2 separate regions of the Arachis hypogaea genome follow, and region 2 is linked to region 1. The links are chromatin contacts, called in public Hi-C maps. All regions are on one chromosome and are shown on one strand. The core of a region is the stretch at or near the end of the contact, and the rest is flanking DNA. Distances in the headings are between cores, read along the strand shown. Region 1 has its middle 28 kb from the start of LOC112802438. Region 2 holds the start of LOC112802439 (protein argonaute 1).

The links. A called contact is a pair of places that touch in the nucleus more often than the background predicts.
Region 2: a Hi-C map of leaf shows a contact between it and region 1, with 1.6 times the contacts expected there. The contact joins the promoter of LOC112802439 here to the enhancer-like site in region 1. A contact is called at or near these places in 4 of 8 Hi-C or Micro-C datasets (leaf and an unstated tissue).

What each region holds. Positions count from the first base shown.
Region 1 is chr5:104,911,029-104,916,872 of arahy.Tifrunner.gnm2.J5K5, forward strand. No RefSeq gene overlaps it. Among protein-coding and RNA genes, the nearest start is that of LOC112802438, 28 kb to the left of the region's middle. Within about 2 kb of position 2,168, at least 1 of the 3 cell types and tissues checked has open chromatin away from gene starts, as enhancers often do.
Region 2 is chr5:105,001,776-105,007,619 of arahy.Tifrunner.gnm2.J5K5, forward strand. It overlaps LOC112802439 (protein argonaute 1), which reads left to right and starts at 3,474. Exons shown (of 22, transcript XM_025845661.3): 1 at 3,474-3,769; 2 at 4,678-5,351; 3 at 5,430-5,638; 4 at 5,724-5,844. The coding sequence starts at 4,686.

The sequences.
Region 1 (5,844 bases), core at 918-3,417:
CACTATTTATCACCTCACCAACAGTATCCCATGCTTGTCATCCTCATTACTCTACTGGAATCTCCTCTGCAAATATATCAATTTTTCTGCTATTGCTCTGGGCATCCTATACAAGCTTAAGTAGTATACCGATAGACCATTAAACACAAATTTGATAAGGATCAGCTTACTAGCTTTATTAAGCATTTTGCCTTTCCACAAGCTAGGTTTCTCCTGCATTTTCTCTATAATTGGTTTTCATGTCTTGACCAATCTCAGATTCACACCCAAAGAAATTCTCAGATATTTGACCGGTAGCAAAGCTTCTTTACACCCTGACAATCTACACATTCTTTGTGACCACTCTTGTTCACAATTGACCAGGATCAAACTAGATTTATCGAAGTTAATACTCAAACCAGACATCAGCTTAAAACACCACATAAATTTCTTATAGTTTTTGATAGTCTCTTCTTCCTGAGGGTAGAATAGTATGGTATCATCCGTGAATTACAAATGAGACAATTCAATATTTTCCTTCCCAAATAACAGAGGAGATATTCTTCCATATTTAACTGCCTCTTCCACCATTCTATGAAGAACATCAACAACAAGAACAAATAGGAACGGAGAAAGAGGATCACCTTGTCTTAAGCCTCGTTCTATCTTAAAAGATTTATATGGTGAACCATTTATCAAAACCAACATAGACGTCGTGCAAACACAAGCCTTGATCCACACTCTCCATCTTTGGCTAAAATCCATCTTCTGAAGTATAATATCTACAAACTTCTACTTAACTCTATCATAAGCTTTTTGAAAATCTAACTTAATAATCACCGATTTCTTCTTTCTCATCTTCAGCCACTGCACCGTTTCACACGCAATCAAAGTTCTATCATGTATTTTTCTTCCCTTCACAAAAACACTCTGAGTCTCCCCAATTAAACCAGACATAACCTACCTTATTCTCCTTACCAACACCTTCGATATGACCTTATACACACATCTTACCATACTAATCGGCTAAAGATCTTTAATTTCCTTCGCTCCCACAAACTTCAGAGCCAGCAACACCCATGTAACATTAGAATCTCTTGGTAATTTAGTTGACGGAAAAAAATCCATCACTGCTTTAGTGAATTCAGATCCAATGCCCCCAACATTTATTGATAAAATTCATATTGTATTCATCACAGCCAGTAGCCTTAGATGACTCATAATTTCAAATTGCCTCGTTTATTTCTTCAGCCAAAGGCATCCTTTTTAATTTTGTAGCATATTCGTCCTGTATCTTATTAACTAGTTTATTCCGAAAATCTATCAAAGATGACTCTTCCTGATGATATAAGTTCTTGTAGAAATCTACTATAACAATCTTGATCCTGGCTAGATTTCTCACTACTCTTCTATTTATTACTTATGTATCAATCTGATTATTTCGTCTTCTTAATGAGGTTAAATTGTGAAAATATATGATATTTTTATCCATGTGCTTAGCATGATGAAACATTGATATTTGCTTTAAATGTAATTTCTTTCTGATATACTATTTTTTACAAAAGCTCACTAGGACTATCCAATGCAATCTTTTGTGGTTGTTGAATTTAAAGTATTTGATGTTATTGAATTAAAAAAAATATGAAGTATTGGTGATGACAATAATAACTATGAAAAAAGAAATGGTGAATGTAAGGTGAAGACTAGTATAGTGGTGGAATTAGAGGATAATTTAAAAATTTTATTTAATTATTTAGAGTTTGAATAATTTTGCTTGTAAAAATCAATTTTTTATAAATATAAATGATACTTTTCATCTTTTATAAATAAATATATCAGTATTTTCAATAAATTTTATAGATAGAAATAATAATTTTTTCAATTTATTATAAAATCAAATCAAAATATATCCAGCAGCTTCGAGACAAACATAAACATAATCTACACATTTCTTTTTTACCTGGTTAATTTGTCTGTACTTTCTCTTGGTAAAGGAGCAAATCATACAATATCTATCTATTGTAATTCATGACATAAACATTTCCATATGAAATAAAATCCCAACGACCAACACCTGAAAATGCACCTGATTTTTGGATTTTCCATATGGCTCTTCACAAGCTCATACATAAGAGAGAGACATGGTGGGGTCCATTTCTATTGGTGGGGGAAATTAGTACTAAGCCAATGAATGATCATATGAAAAAGAAGAAATTGATGAATAGTTTGGACTTTGGTTCAAACAATAATAGTCTCCTATTAAATAAGTTTGTTCTACAAGACCAAAAAAAAAAAAGTTTGTTCTAATTGCAAATAATTGGATGCATTGAACATGTGGTGCATTATTTCTTTTGTACATAGTGTTTCTTGTTCACTATCTAATCTAACGATAAATAAATAAATATATAAATGTTGGACTCGAAGAAATTGAGACTAACTAATTGTAACTAGTGTTGGTAAGTAACACATATGTCAACGTATTATTGTTTCATTGCCTCAAGTAGTGTAATTTATTTCTTTAATTTTCTTTGTTTTTCTTTAATTTTCCTTTGTGAATATATTTCTACCTATTGTTCGGTACCATATATTAAAACTAATAATAAATTATTGTTTACCATAAAAGAATTAAGCATAAGCAATTTTAACCATAAAAGTTATAAAGTAATTTGATACCCATTAAAAAAGGGTTACTTCAAAAAAATAATCCAAAACATTTAACAAAATTACTTAACAAAGTAATAAACTATCTATTCTTAGTAGTTTTCTCAAAGTAATCCATTCACTTTAACATATTTTTTAGTTTATAAAACGTAAGAAAATTGCAAAATTTATATTCTATTTAATAATAAATAAATATACCATATATATAACTTACATTGAAATATCACCATTCTAGTAAAAATGACAACATGCATTGAGCTTTCTGATTTTATGTCCTGTAGCTTGGGCAAGGGTTGGTCTCAACTTTCTTGTGCCATTGCTGCCACTGTTTCATTCAAACCCACCCTAAAGAGAGATTTGAGGGATCTGATGGTTCATTGCATCACTGTCCTTTCATGTGGTTAAAAATCAGTATCATAATCTAATTTATTTTTTCATAAACATATAAAAATAAAAAATAACAATGTAAAGTACCTTGCCGAAGGGGATACCCTACTTTAATCGGATAAAGATATGCATGCTATTAATTAAATAAGGTACGAACAATTCACAAAGTGACGTGACCTTACTGGCTTATCAATTGGACTGACCCAATAAAACACACATTACAAACACTAGGGTCACCTAACCCTTACCTTGATTCACCTTATCTCATGCATTATTATATTCATATTTTGTATATGGTGAAAACTCAGTTCTCACGTAAAGTTGATAACTAAGAGCTGTTAAATGATTTAACTGATTTGACTAAATTTTTATGTAATGGTTCTCAAATATCAACTTTACATAAAGTCGACTGTACTTGAGCTTTCACCTTTGTATATATTACTGAAAGGAGAATTGTTGACCCATGACCTCTCATATCATAGACCATCTCCGGTAAGAAACTCATTCCAATTCCTATTTATAGCTCACCTGTTATAAAAAATAACTCTACATCAGTTTTTGCGTAATAAACAGTAAATAGGAACTCAGCATTTTTTTTCTTCTTCATTAAAAAAAATTAACTTTAGTCCTTATTGTGGTCTCACATAATTAATTAATTAAAATACTTAAAATTAATGTAATTAATTTTTTTACAATAATATTATTTAAATTTATGAATTAAAAAATAATTTATTGTTAAAGATATTAATATAAGAAATTTATAATATAATTAGTATTTTTAAATTTGTAATAACTAATTTTATAATATGGTTAGTATTTTTAAATTTTATAAATAAAAATAAATAATCTAACTAAAAGTTATTTTGAAATTTGTGAAAATTAAATTAATTTTTTTACATAAATAATTTTAATTAATTATAATTTAATATAATTATTTATTTTAAAGATAACTTACCACATTCGCTATAAGAATCCGTCTGAAGAGAAACTCTTCTCCCTTAAATCATGTGAAAGAACTCATCTTTTTTTTTCTCCGACGGATGGAACTGCATCCTATCAGACAAAAGTAGGTTGGAAATTCACCCATCAAAGTTGCTCTTAATTCTTATGTACAGTTTATATAAAGAAAAAAAATTATATTATTGGTTTATCTTATAAAATTATAAAAATTAGTCTGTTTATGGCGTATGTGCTTGAAAAATATTCATAGAGCACATTAACTAAAATTTAAAAAAAATTAGATTTATTAATAAGATAAAAGACGTTGGTACCTTTATATAAGCAAGGATACTGTAACAAAATTTTTCTATATATAAAATGAAAATATTGTATAAATACCATAAATTAGACATCATATATATACATGTTTCAGTATTTTTCTAGCAGAAAGACTAAAAATTAAAATGATTAAATTTTTTGTAATAGAGTGATCAAATATTTTATAGTAAAATAATAAAATTTAATCAAACTTTTTTCATCCCAAATTATCAAATGTTTACATTGACATTAAATGTTTTAATACAACCAGAATACATATGGTTAGGTTAAATTCATATACAAAATTAATCACTAAAACATGGTTAATACATATAAAATATAATGACTGATTTAACACTAGTTATATAATAATAATAAATGATGATGATGATGATAATAATGAAAGAATAACATTAATTTTACAACTCAAAGTTAATGAATCATTTTAATTTTTGATTTCAACATTGTTACATGCATATGAAAAAATAAATTATCAATTAGCCACCCATATATAGATACATATAAAAATACGGAGCAATTATATATTCACATATATAATCAAATTTTATAAATGATATAATCAAAATTTATAAATAATATAATCAAGTTTGATTCACAATTATATAATCATTTTACAAATAATATAATCAAACATATTTACTTTTGTAATCAAAATTTATATTAAGAAAAGTATAAAATACAATGGTGAGTATTTTTACATTCATGAAAAGATTGTATGCTAATGATAAAATATTTAATTATTTTATTATAAAAATTTATTATTTTAATAGTTAATCACTTGACTAAAAAAATATGTATATAATCCATATGTATGATGATAGAGAGAGCCACAATATTTTTAATTTGTCTAACAATTTTAAAATATAGAAAATAATAACATTACTTATTATAAAATTATTTGATAAAAAAGATACGGTTTTTAATTGAGGATTTGTTTTCCGTTTCTCGAAATAATGAGAAATGACATGGACAAGACCACTAGTTACATGGCTCATCTTTTGTACCCCAATGAGGATGAAGCATTATAGAAGAGGATGGTATATTCCATGGACGTAAGCCACTAAAATACAAATCTATTGGTATTGGAATTTCCGCATTGATATGGCATAGAAAGCCAACCACCACTACTTATATTGAGTAGTGGTTAAAGCCATATTATATAATTAATAATATGATACCATATCGTCTTAGGGGGTAATATCACTTTATTTGACCTTAGCTGCTTCTTCATAGATTCCATATATCAAGAAGCTAATTTCTCGTTTTTGTTGCACGGAGGCTAAACGATGTAATAGCAAAAAACTCGAAGTATATATATTATTAAGGCGATCGATGAAATTACCCGTCTTCTTTTATATATATATAGGTAAGTTTTATGGTGTCTTTATTATGATACCTAAATTGTCTAACTTCTTTTTTAAAGTAAAAAATAAAATATTTAAAATAAAAAGTAAATCATATAAAATTTATTAAATATTATTTATTTACCTTTTTTAATAATTTAAGTACAAAATAATAAGCACCATAACATTCACCATA
Region 2 (5,844 bases), core at 2,224-4,723, 92 kb after region 1:
GTCGCAAACTTGAATCATACCATTTACATTTAAACATGCACACCTTGTAGGTAGTGCGACAGAAATACTAGAAGGGAGTGGCCAAACTTTATGAGAAGAAATTTGGGTGAATTTAGATTTCATTTTATCTTAATTTGATGAGTGGTTAATCTTATCTTTAGGTTAATTCACCACATGGTGAATTAATCTTGTGGTGGACAAGAAATGGTAAAAGAAGATGAATTTAATTTCTTTTCTCTTGTCTACTCTTGATCTTATCTCATAATTTTCTTACTTAATTAGCAAGGCAAAATTTAAGCATGGGAAGTTAAAGAAAGAGAGAAAGTGATTGGTTTTATGTGAGGAGAATAGTGAAGATTTTGTGTTTAGGTAACGTAAATTGGAGTAACATCATCATCCTTATCCATGATTAATTGATTATGTATAATGATGGTTGATTGAAAACGGTATTATTGGAAATTGGGATGAGAAAGGATGTATGACATGTTAATGTATTTGTAAATTAGCCATTTGATTGAGATGGGTAAAATGGTTGGATGGTAGTTTTGTGAATTGTGATAAAGTGTTAATGTGTGAGTTGAGGATGCTTGATGTTGATTTTGGTATATTTGATTGATTTCAAAAAGGGATGAAATTGGTATGTTTTGGCTCTATAACTGACAGATGATATCATCAGCCACTAGGACAGGCATGCATCATATGCATCTATGTGACATTGTTTGGGTGTGCATATTGTACTTGCTTCGCCTTTGTGATTACTTGTGATTAACTTCTAATTGTTCTACTTGCTGTAACTGCTTGTTTGTGCTTGAACTTTCCTAATTGTGTTTGCAACTGAGACTTTATTGAACTGCGGTGATTGGTTGCTATTTGGGTTGTTTGGGTCTAGAGTCATGGTTGATCATGAGGTGGGTTGAAGGCCATGTCTGGTTGATATTTCTGGTTTGGAAAAATATGAAAGGCTAATTTGGTTCAGCATAGATAAACCTTTTGAAAGGCTTTTAAGTTTTTAAGAATTGAACAGTGTCTCTTTCAAAAAAGGTTTTAGATTTCTCTTTATAATAAACCGTTATTTTTGAAAAGATACATAAGGCGATTATCAACCCTATTATAGTAATTCTGCAACCCTACGGTGAAAACCCTTTCGAGAATGATGTTCTCACCTCTTACAACTTTCCCATTTCAGGATATGGACGCGGAAGTCATGAAAAGCTTATGTAGTTGTTGTCTCGATGTTTTGTATTGCTTTAGTTATTGTTTATTGTTCCCTCGCCTTTATGTATATGTATTCTGTAAGAGAGATATGAATTGTATTGGTTAGTGCTTGTAGAGTTATTTAATATATATACACACACATATGTATGTACTCTTTGTGAGTTTTGTATGTTGTATTGTATGTATGGATGTACGTTACATAACAAAAGTACTTTTGGAGCGATATTGCGGTTTAAAGTTTTAAACATGCTCATATTTTAGTATTAAATAGTATAAGAGTCGTCGTAATGTGCGATCTACCAGAGTCGCGCAGCTGGAAACGTGAGCTTTGATAGTTAGAGTGTTACATAATTCATCACATAATGAATTAATATGTGGTGAAATACCACTTGTCATGACCATTACACCATCGCTATTACCTTTATTATATCCTCGCCATTAGAGTACGTTTGTTTTATGTGCGTGTCTATAAAAGATATAGATATAGATACACATGTACAATGTTTGGTTGTTAAGATACTGATTTTTTAAAGACATGGCAACATACAAACATATATAAAATACATGTATTTGATGTCCTTAAAAAAAGATGAGATATTAAGACACACTAAATAAGACACAAATTTTTACCATTTTATCTTTGATTATTTTTTAAAATACCATTCTTATCCCTTAATCTTAACCCCCTTTTTTCATCTTCTCCTTCCTCATTCTTGTTTTCAAATACTCCACCCTCCTCCTCTTCTCTCATTCTTTCTCCCTATTTCCTTTGTCAGTTCTTTTTCTCTCTGCCACCGCCACTATCGTCGCTGCCGCCGCTGCGCCCTTCTCTCTTCATCTTTCTTTCTCCACCACTTGTTTAGATCCAGATCCGTCTAGATCCGTCACTGTCGCTGTGCTCCACCCTAGTGAACTCATGCAGTTTTGACATGTCCAGAGGTCAGAGGCAAATCTGTTTAGACAAAAAAGAAGATACCATTGCTCCCATGGTCTAGATCCGTCACACCTCCTCCTTATTTGGTCTAGATTTCCTATTACTTTCGCTTTCTCCTTGCCGTCACCTTTCTTTCTTTTCGTTTTTACGGCTTAAACCACCGTCTCTTCCCTCTTCTTCTTCAGTCTGCCACTGCTGCTCTCTCTGATTTTGCTTTTTGTTCATTCTTCCTTCTTTTTGCCTCTTTTTTCATTTTTCTATTTTTTTAAAAAGGGTTCAATTGTTTTTATTATTCATCTCTATTTTTTTAATATTATTGAATTTGTGGATAAAATTATTGAAATTTTATGATATCTGAATCATTTATTTTTTGTTATATGAATGGTAATGGAGAAAAAAAATGAATGATAATAGAATAAAAATCTATGTGGTGATGATGATAAAGGTAGAAGATGTGAGTATTATAAACTTTTTAATATTTTGTGTGTCTTGTATATTTGTTTTGTCAAACACAATATATATATATATATATATATATATATATATATATATATATATATATATATATATATATATATTGTGTTTGTGTCTTCTTAATATATGTCTTAGTGTTTATGTTTATGCCTAAGATATAACATACTAGACTAAAATATTTTTTAAATAAAATTTAATTACTTTAGATAAATTCACCTTCAACCTTAATAATAATTCAAATAAATTATCTATGATTATTAGGAATATTTTTAAAATTGATTTGATTTAAAATAAATTGAATTGGAAATAAATTATTATATTTATTATTAATGACTTAAAATATGAATTAATTTGATTTACAAATTAATATAATAATTTAATTCTTTATTTTACAATACAATCTTTCACTATCACTGCAGGTGACGAAACTACCCTAAATAAAATATAAAATAAATTTAATTCTAAAATTAGATCAAATTAATTTCGATTTTATTATATTTCAAAACAGTGACATATGTCTCAGTTCTCAAATAATTCAGTCAACATGAGGAGAGACATACGCATATACCTATTGGCTATTGTTGGGAAGAAAGCCTTTCTAGCAAAAATTTTGCAGTCATCTTTTAAATTTTTCTGTTAAGTAAATTAATTACCGTCCAAACTCCAAAAGACCAAAAGAGTCAATTAATGATGGAAATTAATAATAGAATCTTGAGAAATTCATAAAAGAACAGGAAAGTAATTATACTATTTAATAAGAAAATAAAATATATTATAGCAAAATATAGTAAATAGATTTTATTTTTAATGCAAAATATATTTATAATAAAAATATTATTCTGTATTCTCTAATTGGGGAAGAGAAGAAAAGAGAAGAAAAGAAGATTGAAAGAGCGTAGGGACGGAGTGGTCATTTTCAAAGACCTACCCCATCTTTATAACAAACTCACAATGCCCATAGCTCGCACTGCTTCTCCTTCTTCTCTTTCTCTCTCTAACCGTTTTTTGTTTCTCCATTCCCTAAATTATAGTGAGAGAAACTCCCATTCCCTGCACTCTCTTTCTCTCAGTCTTCTTTATTAATTATACACACTCAGCTTCTTCCGCCAACACCTTCGTCTGCTCCAGCGCCTTTTTATTTTTCAGGTGAAAATTGAAATATGAAACTCGATCACTCTTTTTTTTATTCTATTTTTTTCGCCTAGGGTTTGGTTCTTCTGATTTCAGTGTATGATTTTCAGTTTGCCGTTTTCTCTGTTTTTTTTTCCGCTGTTTTTGCTTCATGTGTAGGGGTATTTGTTGTTTTATTTTCACGGTATTTGTGAAAATATGATAATTTATTTTATTTTTTTTCTCTTCTTTAGATCTAGTTGTGTGGACTGTGGTAGATGTTGCTGTTGGTGATTTTGCTTCTGATCTGATCTGCTTCTGATTTTAACGATTACCGTTTGTTATCTTGCGGGCTTAGCTTTTTTGAAGGTTTTCTTTATTTTACTTTTTTTTTGTTACTTGATGCTTGTGTTGTAGATCGTACTGTTGTTTATCTTTGGTTGTTACTTTCTAGGGTTTGGTGGTGTTGATTATGGTTGGGTTTAGTGGTTATCGCTGATGGTGGTGATATTGGGTTTGGTTTTAGTTGCAATGTGTGTACCCTGGATGATGATTTTACTGATCTATTTTTTGACATTCTCTCCATCTGGTACATTTTCTCCTTCTGGAAACCAGTGAATGACTGCTTAGGTTGCTTGCTGTTCTCTATCCTTGTGATACTTGAAGTATTCCAACTTGTAGAAGCTGCTTTCTTGGTGTTTTTTTGTGCTTTTATCATGAGTTGTTTTGTTTATTGTCATGAGCAGTATCCTCGATGGAAATCCCTTGAGCGCTGTACTTGATTTTGATGTTTAGGTTATAAAGTTGTTGGCATGTGTGATAATTTGATCATATGTAGCTCTCTATAAAGTGATTATATTTTGAGATGTTAGGCGTGCCTTATACTGAGGTGCTTATTTATCACTAGTCACAAAGTTGTAACGCTTTTTCCCCTTTGTGTGCAGTGTTCATCATGGTTCGGAAGAAGAGAACTGAAGCAGCTAGTTCTAGTGGGGGTGAAAGCTCTGAGGGCCAACAGCGCCCTGCAGAAAGGAGTGCTCCACCCCAACAGGCTGCTCCCACCAGTGGGCCTGGGCCACAAGGGGGAGGTAGGAGTTGGGGTCCCCAAGGAGGACGTGGTGGTTATGGAGGAGGACGTGGCCGTGGAATGCCTCAACAGCAGTATGGTGGCCCCCCTGAGTATCAAGGTAGGGGACGGGGAGGACCTCCCCAGCAAGGGTATGCTCCACGAGGTGGATATGGTGGTGGCCGCGGTGGTGGTGGTGGTGGTGTAGGAGGCGGTCGAGGCGTAGGACCTTCTTATGGTGGCCCACCACGGCCCCAAGTTCCCGAGCTGCACCAAGCTACCCCCCCAGTTCAGTATCAAGCGGCTGTGTCTCCTCGGCCTCCTCCCTCTGAGGCTAGTTCCAGTTCATCCCAGCCACAGGAGATGCCCCAACTGGAACAGCAAATGGGGCATATAACTCAGACAGAAGCTGCCCCTTCTGGTCCACCAGCTAGCAAGTCATCCATGAGGTTTCCCCTTCGCCCTGGGAAGGGTAGCTACGGCACAAAATGTATTGTCAAGGCCAACCATTTCTTTGCTGAGCTGCCAAACAAAGATCTGCATCAGTATGATGTAAGTTCCACCTTAAGTAGTTGAGAAAATCCCAGTTTGTATGTAACTTGTAACTTATATCAGTTGTTGGTTGCTTAGGTAACGATCACTCCAGAAGTTACATCAAGAGGCGTTAACCGTGCTGTTATGGAGGAGTTGGTGAGGCTTTACCGAGAATCCCATTTGGGGAAGAGACTTCCTGCTTATGATGGGCGAAAGAGCCTCTATACAGCTGGTCCACTGCCTTTCGTGTCAAAGGAGTTTAGGATCATGTTAATTGATGAAGATGATGGAACTGGAGCTCAAAGGTTAGTTTCATGTTTGTTTCCAACTTAATATTCAAATAAAAACTTTCATACTTTATCTGATTGTTTTGTTTGCTTATCATTGCAGGAGGGAGAGAGAATTCAAAGTTGTGATAAAATTGGCTGCTCGGGCAGACCTTCACCATTTAGGGCTCTTTTTGCAAGGGAGACAAACTGATGCACCTCAGGAAGCATTGCAGGTTCTCGAT